Regions from separate parts of the Mus musculus genome. Here all the other regions are linked to region 2. Evidence: chromatin contacts called from public HiChIP or PLAC-seq and promoter capture Hi-C data. All regions are on one chromosome and are shown on one strand. The core of a region is the stretch at or near the end of the contact, and the rest is flanking DNA. Distances in the headings are between cores, read along the strand shown.

The links. Promoter capture Hi-C pulls out the DNA fragments that hold promoters and counts their contacts. HiChIP or PLAC-seq counts read pairs in DNA pulled down with a chosen protein or histone mark.
Region 1: a promoter capture Hi-C map of embryonic stem cells shows a contact between it and region 2, with 8 read pairs. The contact joins the promoter of Litaf here to the promoter of Snx29 in region 2. A contact is called at or near these places in 17 of 39 promoter capture datasets (the 3T3-L1 cell line, 3T3-L1-derived adipocytes, the HPC-7 cell line and 12 more), 2 of 484 Hi-C or Micro-C datasets (both in embryonic stem cells), 4 of 115 datasets of contacts at active chromatin or transcription factors (effector CD8 T cells, embryonic stem cells and extraembryonic endoderm stem cells) and 1 of 9 other capture datasets (adipose tissue).
Region 3: a promoter capture Hi-C map of liver shows a contact between it and region 2, with 2.0 times the contacts expected there. The contact joins the enhancer-like site here to the promoter of Snx29 in region 2. A contact is called at or near these places in 2 of 39 promoter capture datasets (the HPC-7 cell line and liver) and 1 of 115 datasets of contacts at active chromatin or transcription factors (large pre-B cells).
Region 4: a contact with region 2 is called in a promoter capture Hi-C map of 3T3-L1-derived adipocytes, with 2.9 times the contacts expected there. The contact joins the enhancer-like site here to the promoter of Snx29 in region 2. A contact is called at or near these places in 13 of 39 promoter capture datasets (3T3-L1-derived adipocytes, the C10 cell line, the HPC-7 cell line and 9 more), 2 of 484 Hi-C or Micro-C datasets (muscle stem cells and neutrophils), 2 of 115 datasets of contacts at active chromatin or transcription factors (microglia and pancreatic cancer cells) and 1 of 9 other capture datasets (pancreatic islet).
Region 5: a FOXA1 HiChIP or PLAC-seq map of pancreatic cancer cells shows a contact between it and region 2. The contact joins the enhancer-like site here to the promoter of Snx29 in region 2. A contact is called at or near these places in 7 of 39 promoter capture datasets (the 3T3-L1 cell line, the HPC-7 cell line, HPC-7-derived erythroid cells and 4 more), 1 of 15 datasets of contacts at CTCF or cohesin (stem cell-derived epiblast-like cells), 1 of 484 Hi-C or Micro-C datasets (pro-B cells) and 2 of 115 datasets of contacts at active chromatin or transcription factors (bone marrow-derived macrophages and pancreatic cancer cells).

Annotation. Positions count from the first base shown.
Region 1 is chr16:10,991,545-10,996,492 of GRCm38.p6, reverse strand. Litaf (LPS-induced TN factor) reads left to right here and starts at 3,372. Exons shown (of 4, transcript NM_019980.2): 1 at 3,372-3,447.
Region 2 is chr16:11,319,730-11,324,802 of GRCm38.p6, reverse strand. Snx29 (sorting nexin 29) reads right to left here and starts at 1,899. Exons shown (of 21, transcript NM_028964.4): 1 at 1,825-1,899. The coding sequence starts at 1,831. It overlaps Tnfrsf17 (tumor necrosis factor receptor superfamily, member 17), which reads right to left. Exons shown (of 3, transcript NM_011608.1): 3 at 4,735-5,073. The coding sequence ends at 4,845.
Region 3 is chr16:11,664,539-11,669,731 of GRCm38.p6, reverse strand. All of the region lies in intron 18 of Snx29 (sorting nexin 29), which reads right to left. Among named protein-coding and RNA genes, the nearest start is that of Gm32100, 83 kb to the right of the region's middle. Within about 2 kb of position 3,636, at least 27 of the 459 cell types and tissues checked have an H3K27ac peak or open chromatin away from gene starts, as enhancers often do. A contact at or near this core is called in liver, where this site is marked.
Region 4 is chr16:10,848,887-10,853,484 of GRCm38.p6, reverse strand. No RefSeq gene overlaps it. Among named protein-coding and RNA genes, the nearest start is that of Rmi2, 16 kb to the right of the region's middle. Within about 2 kb of position 2,469, at least 89 of the 459 cell types and tissues checked have an H3K27ac peak or open chromatin away from gene starts, as enhancers often do. A contact at or near this core is called in 3T3-L1-derived adipocytes and muscle stem cells, where this site is marked.
Region 5 is chr16:11,023,165-11,027,877 of GRCm38.p6, reverse strand. No RefSeq gene overlaps it. Among named protein-coding and RNA genes, the nearest start is that of Gm10832, 6.3 kb to the left of the region's middle. Within about 2 kb of position 2,782, at least 43 of the 459 cell types and tissues checked have an H3K27ac peak or open chromatin away from gene starts, as enhancers often do. A contact at or near this core is called in pancreatic cancer cells, where this site is marked.

The DNA.
Region 1 (4,948 bases), core at 2,123-4,622, 330 kb after region 2:
GTCAAACCACCACAGGGTTGCTGGTCATCCTCCATGACACTCTTCTCCAGGTTCCTTGTCCCCTTCCACAGGCATCATCCTAATGTGATGTACTGTCCCTTTCGAAGGCTCTCCCACATCAAGGCCTGATGATGGCGGTCATGATGTCAAGTTTCTGTCTTTTGGTGTTTTGTTTTGTGGTTTTGTTTTTCGAGACAGGGTTTCTCTGTATAGCCCTGGCTGTCCTGGAACTCACTCTGTAGACCAGGCTGGCCTCGAACTCAGAAAGGTTTCTGTCTTTTAATAAAGCACACTTCTGGGGGCTGGAGAGGTGGCTCAGCAGTTAAGAGCACTGACTGCTCTTCCAGAGGTCCTGAGTTCAATTCCCAGCAACTACATGGTGGCTCACAACCATCTGTAATGGGATCTGATGCCCTCTTCTGGTGTGTCTGAAGACAGCTACAGTGTACTCACATAAAATAAATAAATAAATTTTTTAAGTGCACTTCTGAGGTAGGGGCTTGTGCCAGCTCTTTCCTGCTTGCTCTCCTCTTGTCTAAACCCCTTATTTAGATTTTTAAAGAATTAAGAGGCTGGGGATGTGGTCTAATGGGTAAGTGCTTGTTGTTGGACCATGAGAACTGGTATGTGGACGCCCAACCACAGAGGGAGTGAGGGAAAGGTAGCCACCCACCAGAGCTGAAACAGCAGCTCCAGGGTTTCTGAGAGACCTGTTTCAAAATATCAGGTGTCTTCTTTGATTGTTCTTCATTCCCCCCCCCCCCCCCCCCCCCCGTTAACTTCTGGCTTCTGCACTCACACTCGTGTACACACACAGAGAGAAATAAGCAAAACACACACACACACACTTGCTTTCATGTACATACAAACACTGCACCGACACACATGGAGATAAAGTTGGGTGTGGCAGCAGATGCCTACACCAATACCTTTCGTGAAGAAGAGAAGAACGGAATGAAGGAAGGAAGAAAGAAAAAGGAAGAAAGGAGTCAGTTTACATAGCATAAAATGTAACCTTTTAACTGTCTTTGAGCTCCCCATCAGTGGCACCTAAGCATTCGGCACCGTGCACCCATCACCACTCTAAGCATTCAGCACCGTGCACCCATCACCACTCTAAGCATTCGGCACCGTGCACCCATCACCACTCTAAGCATTCGGCACCGTGCACCCATCACCACTCTAAGCATTCGGCACCGTGCACCCATCACCACTCTAAGCATTCGGCACCGTGCACCCATCACCACTCTAAGCATTCGGCACCGTGCACCCATCACCACTCTAAGCATTCGGCACCGTGCACCCATCACCACTCTAAGCATTCGGCACCGTGCACCCATCACCACTCTGACATCCCTGGCGGTGGCTTCCCCTGCTCCTCCCGATCTTTCTAGCACCAACCAGCCACTAATCTGCTTTGTCCAGGAATTTACCTGCTCTGGGCGCACTTGATGCAAATGAGACCATAGGATAAATGGTCATTGTGTCGGCCTTCTTTCACCCTGCACAGTGTTCCCAAGATCTCCGGGCCATGGTGGCAAGCAACAGTAAATTCTTTTGTTAGGTTTGGATACCTCTTACTCTTTGGCACACACATATGGTACTTTACATATCCACTGATCTGTTGACCACTTGGGTTTTTATTTTCTTCAGCTTTGGTGAACAGCAGGGCCCACAGCAGTCTTGTACAGACTTACACGTTGGAACACTTGTTTTCAGTTGTGTGTGCCACCTGGAATCAGAACAGCAGCTGCACCCTCTCACGTGTACCAGCAGTGCACCAGGGAGAGCATTTCTTCCCTTCCCTTCCAACGTTATTACACATAAGCACACATGCACAGATGCGTGTAGACAGGCCAGAGGCCAATGTCACATGACTTTTTCAATTGTTCTCTGTGTTTATTTTTTTAATTAAAAAAAATTTAAGGGAGAGCTTGAACCCAGTCTGTATCCCAACTACTCGTCCCATACCACACATTAAGCATTTGAGGTACCCATGTTTGGGGAAACCCTAGGAACAGCATGTGAGGAATACAATGGATAAGCCTCACCCAGGGAAAAGCAATTACATGACCATAATATGGTATTTCCTTTGCCAGGTGTGCTCCATTATACTTTTTGGTATAGAATCTCAATTGAACCAAGGCTCTCCAGTTCTGTAGTCTGGCTGCCAGCAAACAACAGGGATCTTCCTATCTCTCCCATCCCAGCACCGAAATTACAGAGGAGGATTTAGGAGGCAGGGCCTATCTGCTAAGGGTGGCCATTGAAGGTTAACTCTATTCCTTGTCTCTGATCACTCCCTCTTCTCCAGCCTGGTCTACTGTAATGTGAGTAGCATCGGCATAGCTTCAGCTGCCATAATCTCAACAGCTTTGCCAAATCTTTCCCACGGAGATGGACTGAAACCCTCTCACACTGTGACCCAAAATAAACCTTTTCTTCCTGCAGCCTTTTCTGTCTGCTACTGTGCTCACATTAAAGCAAGGGGATAAAATGTAAGCCATGCATGGTAACATACACTTTTAGCCTCAGCACTAAGGAGACAGAAGCAAGCAGATCTCTGTGAATTCAAGGCCGGGTGGGGCTACACAGTGAAACACTACTGTGAGCTTGTGTGCGCTCACGTGTGCGTGCACCCCCCCACCCCCCCCACACATGTACGTTGTAAGAATGTTTTTTTTTTTTTGTATGTGTGGGATGAGTTGAGACAGGGTCTCATTGTGTATCTGAGGTTGGCTTCAAACTTCCTATGTCTCTCAGATTAGCCACATTTTTTTTGAGAAACTGTTCAGCCGTAAAATGTGCTGGGCTTGTGGCACTATACTCATTTATGGGCCGCTGGGTATGAACCCTGTTTTCATGCATGCTAATGTTAGCCCTCTAACAGCTGAACTGCAGTCTGGCTAGTTTTTGTTTTTTTGAGACTGGTCTCACTATAAAGCCTTAGCTTGCCTGGAACTGTTTTAGATCAGGCCGATCTTGAATATACGCCTCTACCCTCAGTACTGTTCATCATATAATTTTATTCAAATTATAAACTTTCATCAGCTACATAACATACAAATGTTGTCTCCCATTCTGTAGGTTGTCTTTATGCCTTGACTTTGGTGGAGGTGTAGTTGTGGCTGTTAGAAACAAAGAATAATCTCTCCCCTCCCTCTCCCAGGCCTCGCGGCTCCAGAGTCCGCCTCCCGCCCGACCTTTTGGCCCCGCCTCCGCGCGCCCCGCCTCTCGCCAGCCCACTCAGGTCGTAGCTTCATCCCTACTCCTCCTGCCTCAAGGCTGTTACTCCTCCCCTCCTAGACCCCACCCCATCTGGCCCTTTCCAGCAAGCCACGCCCCGAAACATCTCCGCCCCCGGCTCGCCCTGCCTCCCCGGAGCCCTCCCGGCCCGCGCGCGCGGCCAGAGCAGACCTCCCGGCTCGACTGGCGGCGCGGGCAGCGGTGAGTGCGGCCCTGCTGGGTGCCCGGTGGGGAACACCAGATTCGGGGCGCTGGGCACGGGGCGGCAACAGAGGCGAGGGTCGGGCTTTGCCACCTGCCTAGAGTCCCGGGGCACCGCGCTCTCCTTGGGGGGCGAGCAGGGATGTCGTGGGACCCGGGGTGGCGCGCTCTGGGCGGGATTGAGGGCGAGGGGTCCCAGCAGTGCGGTTGTGTTTGGTTCTCAGTCTCGGACTACCCAGCTTCCGTCCGAACCTCACCAAATGATGCCCCTCGGGCTTATAGGAAAAGGCGCGACTTTCTCTAGTAACCTTTAGTATCTAAGTTGCGATTTGGAGAACGCCCCTGTGTGTACTCTGAAAGCAAAAGCGAATAGAGAAAAAGTAGAGTAACTTTCCAGATGCTCTTTAGCTGTTCCGGGCCCACGCGTCTTTTGCTCTTATCCCTGTGAGTTTCACACGGGTTCCCAGACCGGTGCGAGCGTATCGGAGAGCAGGGGAACTTCAGGATCGCGGAGTCTAGAGCCCAGGCGAAGGAGGACGTGACCCCCGCCTGTCCTGCCAGCCCAGTTCTTACTTCCCAGTGGTTTCCAGGTCCGTGTGGGTCTAGACGGTGCTTTTGATCGTCATTCGGTATCGTGCCCCCAGCTTTCCGTTGAGGTTTAAGAGGAAGAGGTGAGGAGAGCATGGGTGTGTTTTAGAAAGGGTCGTTTGGACATTCCCTACCTAATACTTTGTCGGGTTTGTGCTTCCGGAGAGTGAAGCTGATGTCATTCTCTGTTGGACTGAGCGGTAGTCATTGGGAAATAGTTTGTGGAAGTCACGGGGCTCTCTAAGCTCATCCCCTTTTTGCTGTTTTGAGACGGTCTTAGATAGTCCAGGCTAGCATCCCAACTCCATATGTAGCTGAGGCTGGTCCTGGACTTTTCTGCCTCCACAGTGTTGAAATTACAGGGTTGTGCCACTGAGCCGCTCCTCCAGCCTTTTCTGAATTAAACCGTCCTCCCCTGAGTGAGCTGAAGCTGGTTCAGGGACTCCTGGACTCCATATTGGAGTCCTTTGAAGGAAAATCATTTCTACCACTAGGTGCTTGCCTCCTCTTCTGCCCTCCGCTCCAGCCTTCTCAGATTGGCTCTTTTAAAGTAGAACTAATGCAGAGAGAAAGGAGCTGAGTGGTATCACTAATTCCTCCAGCGATTGGCTTTATCAGTTGGATCAGGATCCAGAGGGTGTGTCGCTTGCCTTGCCTGACCTAGAATAACACCCATACTTCATCTTCTCAGCCAATCCTTGTTCTGCCTTCTAAAGGTGTTCAGGCCAGCTCAGAAATATTTGTTGTAGATCTACTTACTGTGGGAGAGGCCCATTGTCCTCCTTCCTATTCCACTAAAGGCATTAATAATGAATGGTTTTATTCCTGCCTGAAAAAATATCCTTATGATAGTTTACTGAATCAAGTGACACAGTGATTGGTATCAGATCCACCCAGTGTCTTGAGTCTCTAA
Region 2 (5,073 bases), core at 650-3,149:
TCAGTGGGTAAGAGCACCTGACTGTTCTTCCGAAGGTCCAGAGTTCAAATCCCAGCAACCACATGGTGGCTCACAACCATCTGTAATGAGATCTGATGCCCTCTTCTGGAATGTCTGAAGACAGCTACAGTGTACTTACATATAATAAATAAATAAATCTTTAAAAAATTAAAAAAAAAGAAAATCCCAACTAATAACCAAAACACGAGTTTAAAAAAAAAAAAGTATATTGCTGCCGGGCGGTGGTGGCCCACACCTTTAATCCCAGCACTTGGGAGGCAGAGGCAGGCAGATTTCTGAGTTCGAGGCCAGCCTGGTCTAGAGAGTGAGTTCCAGGACAGCCAGGGATATACAGAAAAACCCTGTCTCGAAAAACCAAAAACCAAAAACCAAAAACCAAAAAAAAAAAAAAAAAAAAAAAAAAAAGCATATTGCTTTATGTGGTAGAGCCAGGATTTGAACCCAGTACATTGGGCTCCATCACCTTTTGGTGGATGCTGGCACACACGTTTTTGTTAACATTAGTGTTAAGTTAGACCCAGTAATTTGCTTTGGCAGATGAACGTAAACTGTAAAAACCCCTCCATTAGTCCCCTCAATAAGACCACAGTTCCATAAACTTTGCTCTTGAGCAACAAAAAGCATCTAACGTTTTTTTAAAGATGCACAGAAATAATTTAAAAAACAAAAAATTAAGACTGCCCTTTGCTCCTTTGCCCTAGCACCCTCTCCGCTCCATGAAACACCTGAGTGCAAGTCTAGAGACTGGGTGCAGAGACGAAAATCCAGCTGCACAGTAAGAAAAAACAGAAACTACGAGGGTAGGCGGGTCCTCCTAAGGGAATCCAGATCCCTGAGTCCAGCAGGAGAATCAACAGCCAACACAAGCCTTCCCTGAGTCACTCCCATCTCCACGCGCAACACCCAGGAATGACTTAGCACCAAAACATCAAAACATCATCAGGACTCTTCAGAGGGAGGCTTGAAGACACAGACTCCGACAAAGGGACTAAACTTCGGTATCACTGAGCACAAGCCGTCACAAGCACCTGCCTCTCACTTCCAGACTCCCCACCCGCTCCACCTCCCTGCTGGTGGTATTGGCTTGGGCAACGCTTGAGCCCCATTTAGGTTCAGCATTGGGCAAGAAGGAAAGGGCTTCAGGACACAACCGGAGACTTCAAACGATGAGCTAGAGGAAGACATGGAGAGAACTGAAGCATGAACTAACAGCCCAAATACAAAAGGCACAACCGGGAGAGGGACGCTGCGAGGCTAACTGGCCAGCTCTGGGGACACAGGTGCAGGGAAGAGGAGGGAAGAAGACAAAGCTGTCCTAACACTGAGACCTCTGGGGACCCGGAGCTGTCGCTCTGGTTTGCTGTGTGTGACAGGGGTGTCTAGAGATGCTCTTTGCCTTTGGAGAAAGAGGAGTCACTGGGTGGAAGAGACCTGGAACAGAGAATAACTAAAAACCAGGGGCTGGTAACTGGAGCTGAGTCCCAGGAGGGTCACGGGAGAAAGAGGGACTAAGGCAAGTACCAGAGATCTGAGAATCCGGGGTGCGGAAACCTGTCAAAGGGATCGGCTGTCTGGGAGGGAATTGGGAGCAAGCTCTGCTCTAGGAGTTGGCTGTCACTGGTGAGGCAGAGGGACAGGAGCGCCAGCCCCGGGATAGTGGGAGCGGTGCAGGAGACTCCGGGCCAGGGCTCCGAGCCTGCGAGCGACCCCGCGGGGGTCTGCAGCGTGTGAGCACACCGGGCCCGGAGCGTGCGGCTGCAGTGGCGCTACGGGGCGGGTGACAGCAGCGGGGCCGCCACTCACCGCTCATGTTGCTGCTCCCGGGGCCGCCGCCTGCCTTGCCGCCGCCGCCGCGTCTGCAGCCGCCGAGCTCCACACAGGCCGGGAGAACGCGCGCCCCGCCCGCTGGCCCCGCCCCGGAAGCAGTGACTCTCCTAGGGCCCGCCTCCCGACCCGGAACCAAAATACTCGGGCAAATCGACGCCCCAGGGTAGCAGGGAAGAGAACCGGCACCTCACAAAATCAATGCCTCCCAATCCCCGAGCCAAGAAAAAGACATCCATTTAGACTGAAGTTCGGACAAGGATGCGATATACGCGTACCGAGAGCTTGGAGTAGTGTGTTGCATGTCCGTCAAACCAGCACTCGGGGGAAGGCAGGTGGATCAGAAGTTCAAGGTCAACCTTGAACTACTCAATGATTTCGAGGCTAGATGGGGCTGCTTGAGACTGTCTCAAAGAGAAGAGAGAAAAAAAGAGTAATGGGCCTGCAGGGCCTGGTGGTACAGGCTTTAAATCCCAACATTCAAGAGGATAAGTCAGGAGCCTGAGCTGCAAGAATTCAAGAGCTGTGGATGGCCGGCGTGGTAACGCACGCCTTTAATCCCGGATTTCTGAGTTCGAGGCCAGCCTGGTCTACAAAGTGAGTTGCAGGACAGCCAGGGCTATACAGAGAAACCCTGACTCGAAAAAAAAAAAAAAAAAAAAAAAAAGTTTGGTAGAGAGGGCACATGCCTTGCATGCAGGAGGCCCAAGCTTCAACTCTCTGTACAAACAAAAACAAAAGGTGAATTCAAAGCCATTCTGGGTAACTTCTCAAGACTCTCGAAATAAAAAGTAAAACCGGAGTGGTAAAACCGGAGTGGTGGATATAGTTCAGTAGTTGGAGTAGCACGTGCAAGGCCCTGCAGGCAGGAGAGTTTGTACTTTCTTGATGATGGATGTGGGAATAAAAGTGCAAAGCACAGTGATGCAGTCAGAATTTGAAACTTCACTTACAATCCTGGTGTGACCATGCACACCTTTAATACCAACATTCACAGAAGAATCGAATTACTGCCTGAGGCACTTGGGAGAATTTGTGGTGGGTGTGTGTGTGTGTGTGTGTGTGTGTGAGAGAGAGAGAGAGAGAGAGAGAGAGAGAGAGAGAGAACTTTCTAGAATGAGAATGCATTGTAATGGGTCTGAGGAGAATGACAGTGGGTCAGTGGGTTAAGGGAACTACAAGAGTTGTCCAACTGACTCTAGGCAACAGTGAGAGGAAAGGTGGGTAGGTGCTGAGAGAACACAAGAGCTAAATTCACAGCAACTGTGAAATCCAGGGTTTTGCCCTATTTTAAATATGGAGTTGAAAGACTATTTTGCCTGCTGGATATGAGGCTGGAGTCACCCAGCCTGGAGAACTTAGGCTCTTGATCAGAAATAAGAAAATAATGAAGAGCTAGAAACTGTAGTAGCTCAGTGGAAGAACACATGTGTGCCATCCTGGATTTGATTCCAATAAAGAAAGGAAAGGGAGGTGACTAAACCTGCAGGCTGCCCTTTACCAGTGGTCTTAAGTCCTACAGAGGTTTCACATGGCTTCAGCTAAAATCTTCCACCTTCCACCCTGGGAGGACACAAACAGCGCTCTCTCCCCAGATGCTAGCATCTTCACGTGGAGCTCTCCAACTCCACAAATGAGGCAGACCAAGTGTGGAACAGGTCCTGCCTTCCTATAATCCCAGTCCAGAGAGAATCAAGAGCTTAAGGCTAGCCTGTAAGGAAAATGATATGTCGAAAAACCAAAAAAAAAAAAAAGAAAAGAAAAAGAAAAATGATATGTTTTGATATGTTTTGATACTTCACACATTAACAAGCCTCAAATGTCTTGTTACAGTTTCATAAAATAAAACAGTCATTCACTGGCTATTACCCTGCTCGGACTCACTCAGTGTCTTGCTCCTCTCCTCTCCTCTCTTCTCTCTCTCCTCTTTTCTCTCTCCTCTCTCTTCACTTCCCCCCTCTCCGTGTGTGTGTGTGTGTGTGTGTGTGTGTATGTGTGTGTGTGTGTGTGTGTAAACTGGAGGTAGAACCTAGTACATTGAGTATGCTAGGCAAGTATTCTATCTCCCCTAAGCCAATCCTCAGTCCTGACAACATTTATAAGGTGGAGGTAATAATGGTCTACCTTCCTTATAGTATTTTGTATGTGTAAAATGACTTAGAACAATCTCTGGCACCATTAAGCCTACATAGTGCACACACCTGCACTTGAGCTGAAAACAGTACCAGGTTCGTGTTTGTCAGCAGTAGCACATGCATTTTTATGAGCATGCTGGCACCTGCTGCATTTCACACAGAATTAGCCTGGCTTCCACTTATAGAAAAACATGGGACAATCTTGCTTTCTTTGGCCATGGGGAGAATCCAGTTTGTCCTCAAATATACCTACCATGTTTGTGGGTGCCTGATAGAAACATAATATTCTGGGGCCTAGAGATGTTGGAGAGCTTTTTGTTTCTTTTTTATTTGTTTGTTTCTTCTTTCTTTCTTCCTTTCTTTCTTTCTTTTTTTTTTTTTTTAAGGCAAAGTTTCTCTGTGTGGCCTTGGTTGCCCTGGAACTAGCTGTCTAGACCAGGCTGGCCTCAAACTCACAGAGATCTGTCTGCCTCTGCCTCCTGAGTACTAGGATTAAAGGCATACACCACCACCACCTTGTTTTGGTTTTGGTTTAGAGAGTCAAAAATTCAACCATGGGCTGGAAGGATGGCTTAGTGGTTAAGAACACTGTTCTTACAGAGGACCCGGGTTCAATTCCCACCACTCACATGGCAGCTCACAACTGTCTGTAACTCCAGGATCTGACACCCTCACATCTCCATGCAGACAAAACAACCAATGCACATAAAATAAAACTACATAAACAATGTCAACTACAAAACCAGAATTAAAGGACAAAAAACTGTATTCTTGGTTGGTAAACGGTCATCCTAACGACATCTAAAACACCAGCTCTCCTGACAGAAGGTTCTCAAAGCAGCTTCACACCAGTTAGGAAGCTCATTATCTAGTGTGAGTTGGCTTCTCCATCCCCATGACACTTTGCAAAGCAGTTGGCACACTTGACTTGCCGTAGTCACCCGTTTTTGTGGTGACAAGAATGGTTGCCCCCTCCTCCATGGCTGGAAGCGGGAAGAAATGGTCAGAATCCCCCTTGGGTTTGCTCTTGACACAGTCCTCACAGGTGCACTCTTCCACTGTATACTCCAGGCTTCGGGGAAAGATCCTGTCG
Region 3 (5,193 bases), core at 2,387-4,886, 340 kb before region 2:
TGTGAATGCCTGGGAGGAACATGCCTGCAACAACTCTACTAACTAGGTCCTCTCCATGCATGCAGAAGGCTCTACAGGTACTATTCTAGAAGTTTCTAACCACTCTGAGAAGACCTATCATGATGTTAAAGAGGACAACACTGTGAGTGCTGCACTTTGTACATTCACTGTTGTGTCCCCAGGACCCAGTACATGCCTAAAAAACAGAAGGTGTTTCTCTAACTTTTATATTCTTTATTTTTTATATATTATATATTATATTATATATTTTTTATTTTTATATATAAAAACTCCTGCTTTGGGGGCAGGAGAGATGGCTCAGCAGTTAAGAGCACTGCCTGCTCTTCCAGAGTTCCTGAGTTCAATTCCCAGCAACCACATGGTGGCTTGTAATGGGATCTGATGCTCTCTTCTGGTGTGTCTGAAGACAGTGACAGTGTACTCATATAAAAATAAAAGAATATATATTTTAAAATAAACCCCAAAACAGAACCTCTTGCTTGGCCTAAACTCTCATGCCTACCTAAGGTACAGAGTCTGTCTCCTTCAGTATGCAAAGATGATCGTGGGAAAGCCTGCTGAGAGCAGCTGATTTGTGGGCCTCCCCTTTTGTTGGGCTCCATGGAAACTAAACCATTCTGCTAACACTAGACAGGAAAACACCCAGGACAAGAAAGCCATTCCAGTCAGGGTAGGCCCTGTTACAAGCATTCAACAAAGTATGAATGAATCAGTGGAAAGAGTGGGCACCAGAGAGGACAGATAGGGAGTTTGGGAGATGAAGAGTTTGATAAAAAGACCAACTCTGATGGGGGCAGTGCATCAGACATACAAGGATAGGAGAAGTATAATCTAGGGTATGGTGTTAATAGAGACCCAGGCTCTTGATAGAACACTCCATCCACCCACCAATCTAACAAATGTGCAGCAACCCAGCCTGTGCTGGGCACTGGGGTCAATGGGAAAGAGCTGGCACACAACTGAACCTGAACATCAGCCATCTAAGTGGCCTCCTTGAAGGCTGCAGGCCCTGGCCCACATGATTGCATACATATTTAGTGTCTGAATCTAAAAGTCATGGAAAAGCCAGACCAGAAACCTAAACATAGTGGCTGTGCCCACTGTAGCTGGGCTACCTCAGCACAGGCTGAGAGGCTGTGGGTGCCATCTTTAACTGCTCTCAGCTGGGTGGAAACAGGTCTTTAGTCTCTAGTCTTGATGGATATAGGAGACACTTATCCTGAAAGTACCATGCCCACGTTGAGCCAGACCAATCATGGAACAGAGAGGCCTTTTCCACTGGTGTAGTGAGGTGAGGGATATTGACCTTCACTTGCACATCAAGATCTACTGCAGTCTGGCTGCTCAGTGGCACGACTAACAGTCCTCAGCAGCTTCACAGAAAATAGGAGCCTTGATGACACTGAGTTTGTAGAACTTACCGTGCTGCCTGGACCTTCTCCACTGGGTTACTTGTAAGTATCATTTGAAAGGGTTTCCTGTTCCTGCAGCCAACCCTAGTTCCAAATTCCAGCTCCCAAGGGAAGCCTCCCCTAGGGAGGACAATGAATTAAAGGAACTCACACTGCTTCTGTAGCCCTGCTCCCAGACTGCAGGTAGGTGCAGGGACTCTGGTGATGCTACTTGGCTATGGGTGCTATCTTCCAGCCACAGGACTATGAGCAGCATCTGTCCCTGGCCTCTCACTCTCCCTGGCCAGCAGTAGCAACTGCATCCGCCCCCAACCCAAATGCCAGTCTAAGTCGGGAGACATCAGACAAGCTTAGGCAGGTTTTTAAAATACTGCTCCTAGGCAGGGGGTGACTTCTGAGCTGACTGTAAGGAGGCCCCAAGTTTCAGGAATAGAAATGATAGCAAGCACAGAGAAAAGGTCCTGAACCACTGGACTTCAAGACCACGACCAAACAGAACAACTCCTCCCCATCCCACTCTACCAGCAAAAAGTTTCTATTAACAGCAAAATCCCAGCAACTGAAACCGTCTGGTGCGTGTTGTAGCTTGAGACTCCTTTGCTCTCCTCACCGGGTCAGTCCAGGGAACTGTGACATGTTTTCAGCAGTTGTAAACATGGCACTGAGAGGTACTTCTGCCTTAAAGTGAGGGCATCACCAAGTCAACAGACACTGATTAAAGCCTGGACAAGGACAAGTGTAGTTATTAAAAAATACACAGATGATTTTTAACAGTAGCAACTAGGTGATCCCAAAAGAAACCATCTTCCCTGCCTCCACACAACTACAGGCTACATTCCAGTCAACGCTAAGTTGGCTTTTAGGGAGGTCACCTTAATGAGGCTTCATTTCAGCTGGGAGTGACACACCCCAACAAATGGAAAATGACTCCTGAGCTATGTGCTTGAACATTTAGGGAACCGAGAAGACAGCACTTCTGACTGCCACCCTGCAGCCGGGATCCTTTTAGGTTTGTATCAGGGCACCAATTATGTACCAGAGTTGGTATTTGAATAGTCATCAGTGCTGTTTGGGGGGAATGTGGAACCTTTGCAGGCAGGAGGCATAGCTGGAGTGTCACTAGGAGTGCGACTCAGAAGGTCTTCTAGTCCTAGCCCTAGCCTGCCTGCCTGCCACAGCTGTTGAGTGAGCACTGCCAGCTCAGCTCCCTCCACCAAACACGAAGAGGCTCCAGCAGCCTCGACTGCCATGCCCCCTCCCTTCGATGCTGAATGACACCATCTAAGCCAGGAACCCAGGAAACCTTCCTCCCTTAAGTCGACTCTCTCAGGCATGTGGTCACGGCAGTGAGGAAAGTTAATGGATACAGCTCTGCTACCTCCTCCTTCCTCGTTCCTCGGGTGCCCTTGTGCCCCTCCTTGAAGTCCCTGCATTGCAGCCTCTTTCCCCTCAACAGACATGCTGCTGCAAAGCTGTCATTACTTCTCCTCACCCTGTGATCTCTCAGTGACAAGGCCATGTCCCCAACAGTGGTCGTCTATGCTTTTGATTCTCCTATATCTCCTATATCTCCCCTATATCTATTATTTAACAATTACACAAGCCCAAGCCCAACTTCCCAACCCAAGCATGTACTTAGCAAATGATCCCCAAAGTGTAACCACTCAAACAAAAGCACAGAACGAACAGTGCAGACAGTGATCTATCTCCACAACAAGCCGCTGTGTCAGCTCACGTCCTATCTGCCAGGTCACTGGCTTGACATGTATGTGCACAGCTCTACAGGGGGAAGGCTTTGGGGTGGGGGCAGAGGCAGTCAGAGGCAGCAGAGGACACTTCCATGCTACTGGGGATCTGATGCTACTAATCTACTGCATTTGATTTCCCTAAGTCTAATACCTACCCATGATATGTGTACACTTCTTACTGTAGCTGCTTACAGGGTGTGCCCTTAAGCTTTTGAAATCTGAATTGGAGCAGTGACTAAGTCTTCCTAAGCATGGATATGTTGAAAACTGTACCACTTGATGTCCAAGGAAGTCCCCCTCTACTCATTTCTCGTGGCCCTAGGGCTCAGCAGGTCCACATTCCAGTCACTGCTGTGCCCTCTGAGACTGTGAGGACGTTACATCACCAGTACCAGCTGCTATGCCAGCAAGGACAGTGAGTGGTGGGGAAATGAAAGAGTGGACAGAGACTTTGGAGGACTGTGGTCACAAGATTGCATAACCCAAACCAATCCGTGGCATCTGCCCACGAGGTAGGTATGTGGGTAGAGAGCGCCACAGGAAGGACAATGAGACCAACAAGGTCAGATCCTGATCCTGACCCGGTGGAAGTTCCTCAACCCATGGTTCACCACACTTCATCTGACACATGGGCCTGAGGTCAGAGCATGCATGAGATGGCAGTGACCATCAAGGCAGCACACCATCAACTGTCACCTCCTGCAAAATTTCCTGGGATCCTCAACCCTCCCCCCACAGACACCACCCTTCACCTGCAGCTGCCCAAATGTAGGTCCTGTGTGTCTACCACACCCTCCAGACTCTAGGCCCCTCAGGAATAAGGGGGCCTCATTCCTTGCAGTCCTCTGGGAAGGACAGCCTGGATGCCAATCAAGGTTTTTCAGTGTCAGAACATGCCCAAAGACATGCGGTCACATGAACTGTAAAGAGTCATGTCCACAAAGATCATATGTGCTCAGCCTTTACATGCTGTCACATGTGGCCATGTCCTGTCACTACCACCGACCTGCTGCCCCCACTGACACATAGGGTCATGAGAGAAAGCTCAGTGAGAGTCTGGCTCACTCCCAGCTCTTGCACAAGTTAAGCAGTGCATGGCAAATAGCATGTCCTTGGTCACTAGCTTAGGGACAAATAAATTATACAAAGAAAGGATAAAAATCCCTCCTATTTGCAAAGACAAAAACCAGGATAGAATCACAGTGACACCTGAAGCCAAGAGAGAATCCGCAGGAGGCTTGAGTGCTCTAAGAGCACCTGGGGCTACGGGCCGCAATCCCTAGACACTTAGTGCTGTGGGAGGGAATGTTCCAGAAAAGGAAACCGCACTGGGATTTCTCATGGCCTGTAGCCATGAGAAGTTAACCAGTACTAGCTCGAGAAATCACAGTCACCACACAGCAAGGCCACACTAGGCTCTCGAGGCAACCCACGCTCACAGTAGATGCAACAGGTGGAAGCAGGTACGAGTGGGAGGAGGCAGCTTCAGCCTCGGAACTGATTGGTGCTTTTCCCCAAATGGGAAATGTCATGTGCTAAGGCTGAGAAGGCTGCGGGTCCTTGCAGCCTACACTTCTGCACTGCAGTCCCCATTTCCGAATGCAGCTCTGCTATCTTTCTTACTTAGCAGATGCCCTCTCTCTGCAGAGCCACACAAAGATGGAGCCTGAGATAAAAGAGACTTGAGGCACACAGCACACCACCTTAGGAAAGAAGATGAAAGAGGAGCCAAGAGACCCAAGGCCTGGAATATAAAAACATCACCCCTCCAAACCATTTAGCCTACTGAGTGCCTATGATCTATTATTTATAGGGGAAAATAAAATTTCCCAGCATCCTCCACACACACATGCTCAGCTGGATAAACATTTAACTACTCTGGCTATGCATATTTCTTTGGCAGGACTGGGATAGTAGTGGGGAGCTCAAATACTAAGTGAGTCTTTCTAGGGTACCACCTTTCCTCTCAGCCATGACAACACCCTGTGGCCTCTAGGAAAGACAGCTATTCT
Region 4 (4,598 bases), core at 1,220-3,719, 470 kb after region 2:
GCATATGTGTATATATGTATACATTCTCAGTATAACCCCTCAGGTAAATAGTCCTCACCTTACCTTGTTTTTCTAAGACAGGGTCTCTCACTGAGCCGCAGGCACCTCAACCTCAGCTCGACAGGCCGGCCAGGGAGCTCCAGGCAGGGTCACACGTCCAAACCTGGCCTCATGTCTGTGCTGCTGCAAGCACTTCAACATAGGCACCCCCCACCCCTGAAATGTCTCTTTAAGGAGAAAATTTAAGGTCTGCACTAGGGTTCACTACAAGCACAGTGTCTGTGAGAATGCCTGAGCCCATGGGATTTGTCTGCTTTGGTTTGGCTTATCCCTCTGCACCCTTGGTAGTGAGGTCACCTGGCAGTGACAGCTTTGCAAGCCTCCAGGCCTCCACCTCTCCAGTGCTGGATGACAAAGGGGGACGTTACCACTCCCAACTTGAACCTTAATAGGTTCATTTATTTATTGTATATGAGTACACTGCAGCTGTCTTCAGACACACCAGAAGAGGTCATCGGATCCCATTACAGATGGTTGTGAGCCACCTTGTGGTTACTGGGAATTGAACTCAGGACCTCTGGAAGAACAGTCAGTGCTCTTAACCACTGAGCCATCTCTCCAGCCCCCAACCTTAAGTATCAGTTGTGTGACCCTGTATTAAGAAGCCATTCCTGCTTTAGAACCATTCATCTCAGGCAGCTGGGGCAATTCAATGTTTGCATAAAGTGCAGGCTTGGTCAGCCATGGAGCCCGTCAGTTAGGCAGAAGGTACACAAGCCAGTGGGTCCCACACACAGCATAAAACCTGTTCTTGAGCCACGCATCGGTGGTACACATCTTTAATCCCAGCACTCGGGAGGCAGAGGCAGGCGGATTTCTGAGTTCGAGGCCTGCCTGGTCTACAGAGTGAGTTCCAGGACAGCCAGGGCTACAGAGAAACCCTGTCTCAAAAAAAAAAAAAAAAAAAAAAAAGACTTATCCAACCGACAGCAATGAGATCAATCATGGCCCCGGGGAGCGTCAGAGGGGCGGGCTGGGAGGCAGTAAGGAAACCCGCAGCCACACCTTGGCAGTTGTCTGCCAGCGGTCAGAATGCCCCTTTGTGGTTAAACACCCTTAAGGCTGCAAACTAGTTGTCCCCACCACATTAGAAACTAAGGTGCTGGGCTGGCGAGATGGCTCAGCGAGTAAGAGCACTGACTGTTCTTTCAAAGATCCTGAGTTCAAATCCCAGCAACCATATAGTGGCTCACAACCATCCACAATGAGATCTGACGCCCTCTTCTAGTGTGTCTGAAGACAGCTACAGTATACTTACATATAATAAATAAATCAAATTTTGGGCTGGAGTGAGAAGGAAAAAGAAAAAGGTTAAGATCAGAGAGACTTCCCCTTCTACATGGGGAGACACGTTTGAGGGCCGCTTCCTAACCCCACCTTAAGCAGCCTGGAGATCAGGCCTTCCGCTATTGTAAGTCCTAGCTGACCACCTCTCACATGGTGGGACCACTACTGTCAGGAGAGGCCAGAGCTGGGGAGGGCTGGCTCTACACTTGCTGTGGTTAAGGTCTGTCCTCCCTTGGAACATGCCTGTCCTGATTGTCACCAGCACACAGCCTGTGTTGAGCAGGACAAGACCCATGTGTTGGTGAATTTTCATTGTCAGCTTATCTCTGGCGTGTTTCTAGAGAGGTTCAACTGAGAAGCTGCACCCTAAAAGTGGTGGCACCATCTCATTTTCGAGTCTTGGACTGGGTAAAAAGGGGCAAAATGCGCACTCCCCATTCATCTGTTTCTTGTCTATGGATGCCATGTGGCCAGCTGCCCCCAAGCCTACCACGAGGGACTGTGCCCTCCAACGGTGGCCAGAATAAGCCCTTCCTTAAGTTGGTTGTGACAGGTTGTAACAGCAACAAGTAAAGTAGCATAGCACAGGGGCACTTCCCAGCAGACTGAGGTGGCCAGCAGCCCACGCCAGAGGCCTACGTACCAGCAGTTCCGTGGTCAGACTCTGGGCAGGACTAGAGCAAGCTAAGGGCAGGGCCATTCCCCAGCAGTGCTCAGGGATCCAAACTGCCCTTCCTTCCCTGCCAAGCCTCTTCTGGGAGTTCAAGAAAGAATGGGGGGGGGGGGGGGAACGGACCACAAAGCCATGAAATTCTAACAGCAGGGCTGCCTTTTGTTCACGGGCAAGCTCCATGCCCTGTATTTTATCCTGAAACAGGGGACTGCAGGGCACCATTACCCCAAACTCACATACACCAACCCAGCAGCCAAGAGAACTAAGACCCGAGCACTGAGACCAGCCACTGGCCAGACACAGGCCTCGAGTCTTTGTGTTTCCAGGGTCTGAGCCAGAGGAGCCAGGGTGTAGTAGTGGGTCAGCCAATCGTCTGTCCCCAGGAATCCTCAGCACAGGAGAACCCCAAAGGGAAAGAGAAGGTAGGGACCTCTGACTCAGAAGTCTTAGGGTAACTGCCAAGCCAGGTGTGGAGGCATACACCTTTAATCCCAGCTCTCAAAGGCAGAGGCAGACAGTGGATCTCTGAGTCTGAGGCCAGCCAGGTCTACATAGTTATGCCATTATGGTCAGAGCTACAAAGAGAGCCCCTGTCTGAGAATAAATAAAACAAAATATCCCTGCCAAAGGGTGACAGGCCCAAGGAATGAACGTGGTACAGAGGCTGGGAGCCCACAGATCTCAGACCCTTCAGCATCACAGCTTCCTTTCCCTGTCTACGCCCCAAAGACTAAATTCCAAGCCAGAGTCTGGCCTCTCGCTCTGCTAGCCCCAACACCTAGCCCATGCCCCAATCATTATTATTGACAGGGTCCCCAGATGGACCTGGAAACACTTTCACATGCTGGCACGGCATGAAGGGGCTCTTTGCTCCTGCTATCACTGGGGTGACCACCCTGGAGCGATTACACCCTTAAGTCTCTGGGAACTCTCAAGGCTCCAAGCACTGCAGAAAAGATTAAGTCAACTTGGAAGAAACATGTTTTTCCAATTAGCTATAAAACCACCCATGTTGGAACCTTTGCAGCTTTGCCATTACCCAAAATGCCTCTCGTCCTTTTTTTTCCACAAATAATTTCACAAGGTTTTTAAGGGCATCAGCATGAGTGTGGAAAAAAACAGACATAGGGCTCCCATCAGGAAGCCACCAGCAAATGTTCCCTCGATCACCAGCCTTTGAGGGGGGCGGAAGTGAGAACTAACTTCTAGCTGCACTCTTTAGCCCACCTCAGTCAGATCTCATCTACACGTGCAGTTGCACTGATGTTTGAATTGGATTTGTGTTTTATTGCACATTCATATTGGCAAAAAGGCCTTTCTTTGTTGACATTTCTTCCCTGTGCCAAGTCTGGGGCAGCCAGCCAGACGGAGAAGCCAAGATCCTGGAGGAGTCACCAAGCCTGCTGGTCTTAAAGGGCCACACTGCCAACCACACAAGTTGAAGAATGTGGAAAAGCGGATCTATGATCTCTGTGACAGGTGAGCAAACAGGACGTCTGCCCCAGCCAACAAGGTGAATTAAACAAGCTCGGTGTGCTCAAACTTTACAGACAAGAGGCTCGCAGCCTGCTGATTGGTGGTGGAGCCTAGATTTGAAAGCATTGACTGCCTCCAAGACCCGAATTAACTCCTTATGCTGTTGTCCTTCCTGCAGGTCCTGTGGCAGGATCTTAAGAGTCTTTTATACACAAGACTCCCACTTACAAAAGACCCACCTTCTTCCTGGTATTCAAATGCCAATGAAAAGATATTTACTGGTGTAATTTAAGTACCACACTACTTTAAGAAAGGAAAACTTTTAAACCCGGGGCCCAGAGAGGGAAGATAGGAAATTGAGAAACAAGATGATGAGCTGGACACACAATACTGATATGAAGTCAGAGGAGGGCTCTGGGGGACCCCTAGTTTATAAGTGACAAGGAAACAAGCTCTAAGTCCTATTGTTTTGCGTTCTAAATGCTGTCAACAAATAGGACGAAACTTTTTCTGGGTCCCCTCCCCATCCAGTGAGGTTGAGCAGAGAACCCAGCTATGCTGAGAGATACTTGGTTCATGGGAGCAGAGATGGGAAATCTGTTGTTTTAAGTGACTACATGCATGGCGGTGTGTGCTGTATCATCCTAGTGGTCAGACATATGGAAGATGTCATGTCCTCACACACCTCTCCAGGGTAATGGGGCCAACCCAGATTCCCGAGGACCCTGTGGGACAGTCCCTGCTCTACTGGAGCAAAGTAAGAGAAGGGAACTGGTTCGGGAGTGAAACAAACCTAGGTTCCAGCCTCTTGGGGCTTAGTTATGGTCACCCTGACATGTGACATTAGAGCCAGATCATCTGGCAAAAGGCTGTCTGTTGGCTTTCCCCACTGTGGAGGTACAGTTTCTATCCCATTGATCCTGTGAAAGGCAGCCTGTATATTCTATCCACTGTGTCTGGCAACCCCACAAGATACACAAGCCACATTCAAGAACAGCAACCCCATGAGTCTGTCATCCTACACAGCTCAAGACAGTCCAGACGTGTGTTCCAGAACATCTGGTAAAGTCGAATATTCCAGCCAAACAGCAATCACCAACTC
Region 5 (4,713 bases), core at 1,533-4,032, 300 kb after region 2:
GTGATATTTTTGACAGCCAGGGGACAGGATGGTTTGTGTTGAGGACCAAGAGATCTCCCTCTAAAGCAGGTATTTCTTTGGGTCTCAGGACATCATTGGGAAGTGTTGTTGGTGCTGTTTCTGTTTTAAAACAGAATTTCATGTATCCCAGACTTACATCATATGCCCAGTGTAGTTGGAGATAACCTTGAACTCCTGATCCTTTGAAGGGACTTGTGGTGGTTTGAATATGCTTGGCCCAGGGAGTGGCACAACAAGAGTGTGGCCTTGTTGGAGGAAGTTTGTCACTGTGGGTATTGAGACCCTCCTCCTACCTGCCTGGAAGTCAGTCTTCTGTTTGTCTTTGGAATAAGATGTAGAACTTTCAACTCCTCCTGCACCAAGCCTGCCTGGGTGCTGCCATGCTTTCTGCCATGATGATAATGGACTGAACTTCAGGACTCTAGCCAGCCCGAGTGTGGCAATCACAGCTCTGGCAGGAGAAAGGCCTTTCCCTTCTCCCCCTTTCCCTCTGCCTTAATCTAACCATTAGATTACATCCCTAGAGCTAGTCCCCAAGTCTATTCCCCTATTTGGCCACTTCTTCCTTCTAAGGCTGACCACTAATGTCCAGCTATCAAAGTATTGAAGTCCAGCAATCAAAAACTCCCTTTGGCTCACTTAATTAACATGTCCAATCAAAGTTAAACACCTCATCCTAACACGGAGTTTGCCCCATTCACCTTTATAAACTGCCATTTTCCTAGGGGCCACTGATGTCTCCTCTCTATCCAAACCCAATCCTTTGTCCTCTGGGACAAACACCCCTGCTTCCTCTCCCTTTCCCTGTCCTTTTCTCTCCCATCTCCTTTGTTCCCTTCACCATCTCTCTGCTTCTCTACCTCCTGCCTTTTTCCTTTACCCCTGCCCTCTGCTCCTCTGGAGCAAATATACCTCCTTTGTGCTGAGAACTTGGTCTCGGGGTGTCCTGAGCTGACTCTGAGGCTCTCTACAACCTCTAGTCTGCAAGCACTAGGGTGGCAGACGTGTCCACTATGCCCCACTGCCTCTGGGTGGTTTGAAGCAAATTCATACTAGGACCTCCAATTAATGAGTTGTTCCTTAGACAGTGCATTCTAGACCAGCTGACCAGTCTGCAAACCAATATGCCAGTTGGGATATTTCCCACCCACTGGGCTGAGGGTAGAAAGAGACGTGGAGACTACTTGGATGTGCCTCTGCTGACCTCCCTGCTTCTGAAGTCCCGTAGTCCTACAAAGCAAAGCCAAGATTGGCTTGGATGGAAGCCTGTCAGGCTCTGTGAATGCTGAAATACACCAAGAAGGCATTTTACACACACACACACACACACACACACACACACACACACACACACACACACAGAGCCTCCAACTAGTAGTTGATGCTGGACATTCTCTCAGGGCTCAGGCCAGTGACACCTGGAGACAGGCAAAGCTGAAATAAGTCAGTGATGACTGCCTGGGCTCTGGGCTAAAACACGCATTTGCTCCATGTTCCTACCCCTAAGCCAGCATCCCCCGAGCCCCCAGCTCCAGAAGAGGCAGGATGAGAACCTGCCTCTGTGTCCCCCAAAGCCTAGGCATGCAGGCACCAGCTCCTCAGGTTTTTTGTACTCTTCTTAAGCAACAACTTTCAAGTGTTTTGTCTGGAAGCAGGTGAGCAGGCAGAAGAAGGGATAGCCAGTATATGGCCTCTACTGCGTTCCTTCCAAAAAGCCACCTGTACACCCAGTGCCTGACTCAGGAGCTGCCTCTATGACCCAGTCTAAAATGACGTCATGTTTGATACCCCCACTGTGTGTCTTTCCGAAAGTCTTTAGAGGAAGTCTCTGGAAATTGTCCCTTGTTGTCTGACCCCTGCTGACTCCAGAGTTTCTGGGGTCTTGGTGGGAGCTCAGTGCTTGGTAGGAAGGGCAAAGGCAACATCTGCTTCTCTTTGGTACCAGAACTTCCTGCAGAAGCCCTGTCGGTCTTTCTGGACAAGGCAGTACTGTATGGGGGGCCTCCAAGCTCTCTTCAGTCTGGACGTGCATTGTGTTGGTTAGGTTTGGGTTCTGTAGTTTTGTGGTTTTGTTTTTTGTCAACCTGACACAAACTAGAGTCACTTGAGAAGAAGAAACCTTAGCAGAGAAAATGGCTCCATCAGGATGGCCCATGGGCAAGGCTGTGGGCATTGTTGATGTGGAAGGCCCTAGGCCCTAGGGGCAGTGCATCGTGGGCTGGTGGTCCTGAACTGGCCACTGATGAATGTGGAAGTGTAAGGATAATCCCTCTCCATCCTGGTTTGCTATTGGTCATGGGGTTTCATTGTAGCAATGGAAACTTAAGACAATGCACAAGGTGTTTTCTGGAAGCTGTAAATGCACTGCTGGGCTGGAGATGGAGCTGTCAGTAGAGCAAGCACTCAGCATACACAAATCCTCTAGGTTGCATCCACAGTGCCACATAAACCAGGCACGAGGGCACACATGCAACTCCAATAAATGAGAGGTGGAGACAGGAGGACCACAAGTTTAAGATCTTCCTTGGCTACATAGAGAATTTGCAGTCTTCTTAGGTTACACGAGGCCCTATCTCAAAACAAAACAAAACAAAACAAAACAAAACAGTAAAATAAACCAGAGAAATCTAAAAACAACCCAGCTCCTGAGGCTGGGGGCTGAGTCCAGGGAGATGATATAGGCAGATTGTGGGAGCCCTGGGAAGGCCCCGCCCTCCTGGCTGGTGCTGATGTGAGTCCTGTGGTCAGGCAGGATGGCACACTTGGGAAAACAGCTTGCTCTACTTTTATCTTCTGATTCATCCCAGAAGAATGGGAAACATCTTCCCCTCCCACATCTCCTTGAAAAGCACCATGTCTTTTCTCAGCAGCTGTGCTTGCTTCAGGCCAGTGAAGAACGTGTGTGTGTGTGTGTGTGTGTGTGTGTGTGTGTGTGTGTGTGCACGCATGAGCTGTAGCATGCTATTCAGGACTATTAATGGAATGTTGCAAAGAACAGAATCAGAATTAAATTGACTTATGTGCAAACAGAATTGGTGATGGGATAGCTTCAGGCATGGCTAGACACAGGCACTCAGGCAGCAATGGAAGATCTGTGCTTCCTCAAGTGGTCAAATTCCATCTGCTGGGTGAACGAGTCCTTCGTGCTCCCAGCTTCCCTCTCACTGACCTAGGAGAGAACTGCCTGTGCTCAGGAGCTTCAGTGAGTCTCAGGAGTCTCACTAGCTAGATTTGGATCCCACGGCTTTGGATTAGATGATCCTGAAAGCCATGCCGCCATTGACTAGCCATGGCTGCATGCTGGGTGTGGTTAGAGAGCCTGGGTTGGGGCCAGGAAGGATGAACACCCCACAGCTAAGGTCAGTGACACCCAAGTTTCCAGGAGGGTAGAGGTGGGCTGGAAGGGGCTAGTTGGAAGTATTGGAGGTGGCGTCTAAGTGGCCAAGGCCTGTCTCTTAGAAGAAGGGTTCAAATCCTAATTTCATCAGATTGGAAAAGTCATCTCTTTCCCAAGTACCAAGAACCAGTTCACACCATTTGTGGGGACAAGCTCTACACTCTGGGAGTCTCCTCCATTGTCCTTGTCCTGGAAACCACTGGGAACTGGCAGCTAGAGACAGCTGTTGAGTTCAAATCCCACCCATGCCTTGATGACTTCTGTGACTATGGGCTTGTTTCTCAACCTTTCTGTGCCTGTGTTCTTTTTTTTTTTTAAGTTTTATTTATTATTATACATAAGTGTACTGTAGCTGACTTCAGACACACCAGAAGAGGGTGTCAGATCTCATTATGGGTGGTTGTGAGCCACTATGTGGTTGCTGGGATTTGAACTCAGGACCCTCGGAAGAGCATTCAGTGCCCTTAACTGCTGAGCCATCTCTTCAGCCCGCCTGTGTTCTTTTATCTGAAAAGTGAGGATCCTGAGATTTCCTGCCTCCTGGAGCCATTGCCAGGATTCACTGATGCTCCCAGAGGCTAGATAGCCTGTGTGTATGTTGCAGCTGAAGTCAGATCCAGTTTGGCTGACTCCCAGTTCTGAACTTTTTATCTTGGCCAGCAGCGGGAGCTTGCTGTTTGAATGAATGTGTGAGAGAGTGGATGGATGCATGTACGCATGCATGAGTGGATGGGTGGATGAATGGATGGATGGATGGATGGATGGATGGATGGATGAATGGATGGATGGATGGACGGGTGGGTGGGTGGGTGGGTGGGTTGATGAATGATGAGAAGAAAAGGCTGGCGCTATCTGTGAACCATTGAGAAGTCCCTTTGACTCCTACATGGGGGAGCTTGGCCTTCTGTTACAGACTCAGTTCCCCTGCAGCAGATATGGGATGGCATTAGGCTGTGGCACAGGCTTATGGTGCCTGGCCATTGTGACTGTCAAAGACTTGCACTGTGACTTGATTCTCTTCCCTGTGTCCTGGGCTTCTTTCTCTTCCAGCCAACTCTAACTGGGCATCACATGAGGGAAATTTGTGAACACAGTCTGCTCAGTTTACACAGAGCAGCATGGCACAGTTCTCCCAGTAGTCTGCCCACTTCTGGGTCCTCTCATTCACAGGTAGGCTGCTGTGCACTGTGACTCTTGTCTGCAATAGCCCCATGCTTGTTAGAATGCTGCTCAGTGTGCAGAGGGTCAAGGTAGGACTCAGACTCCTGGATCTTGAGACAGGGTCTTCCTTTTAG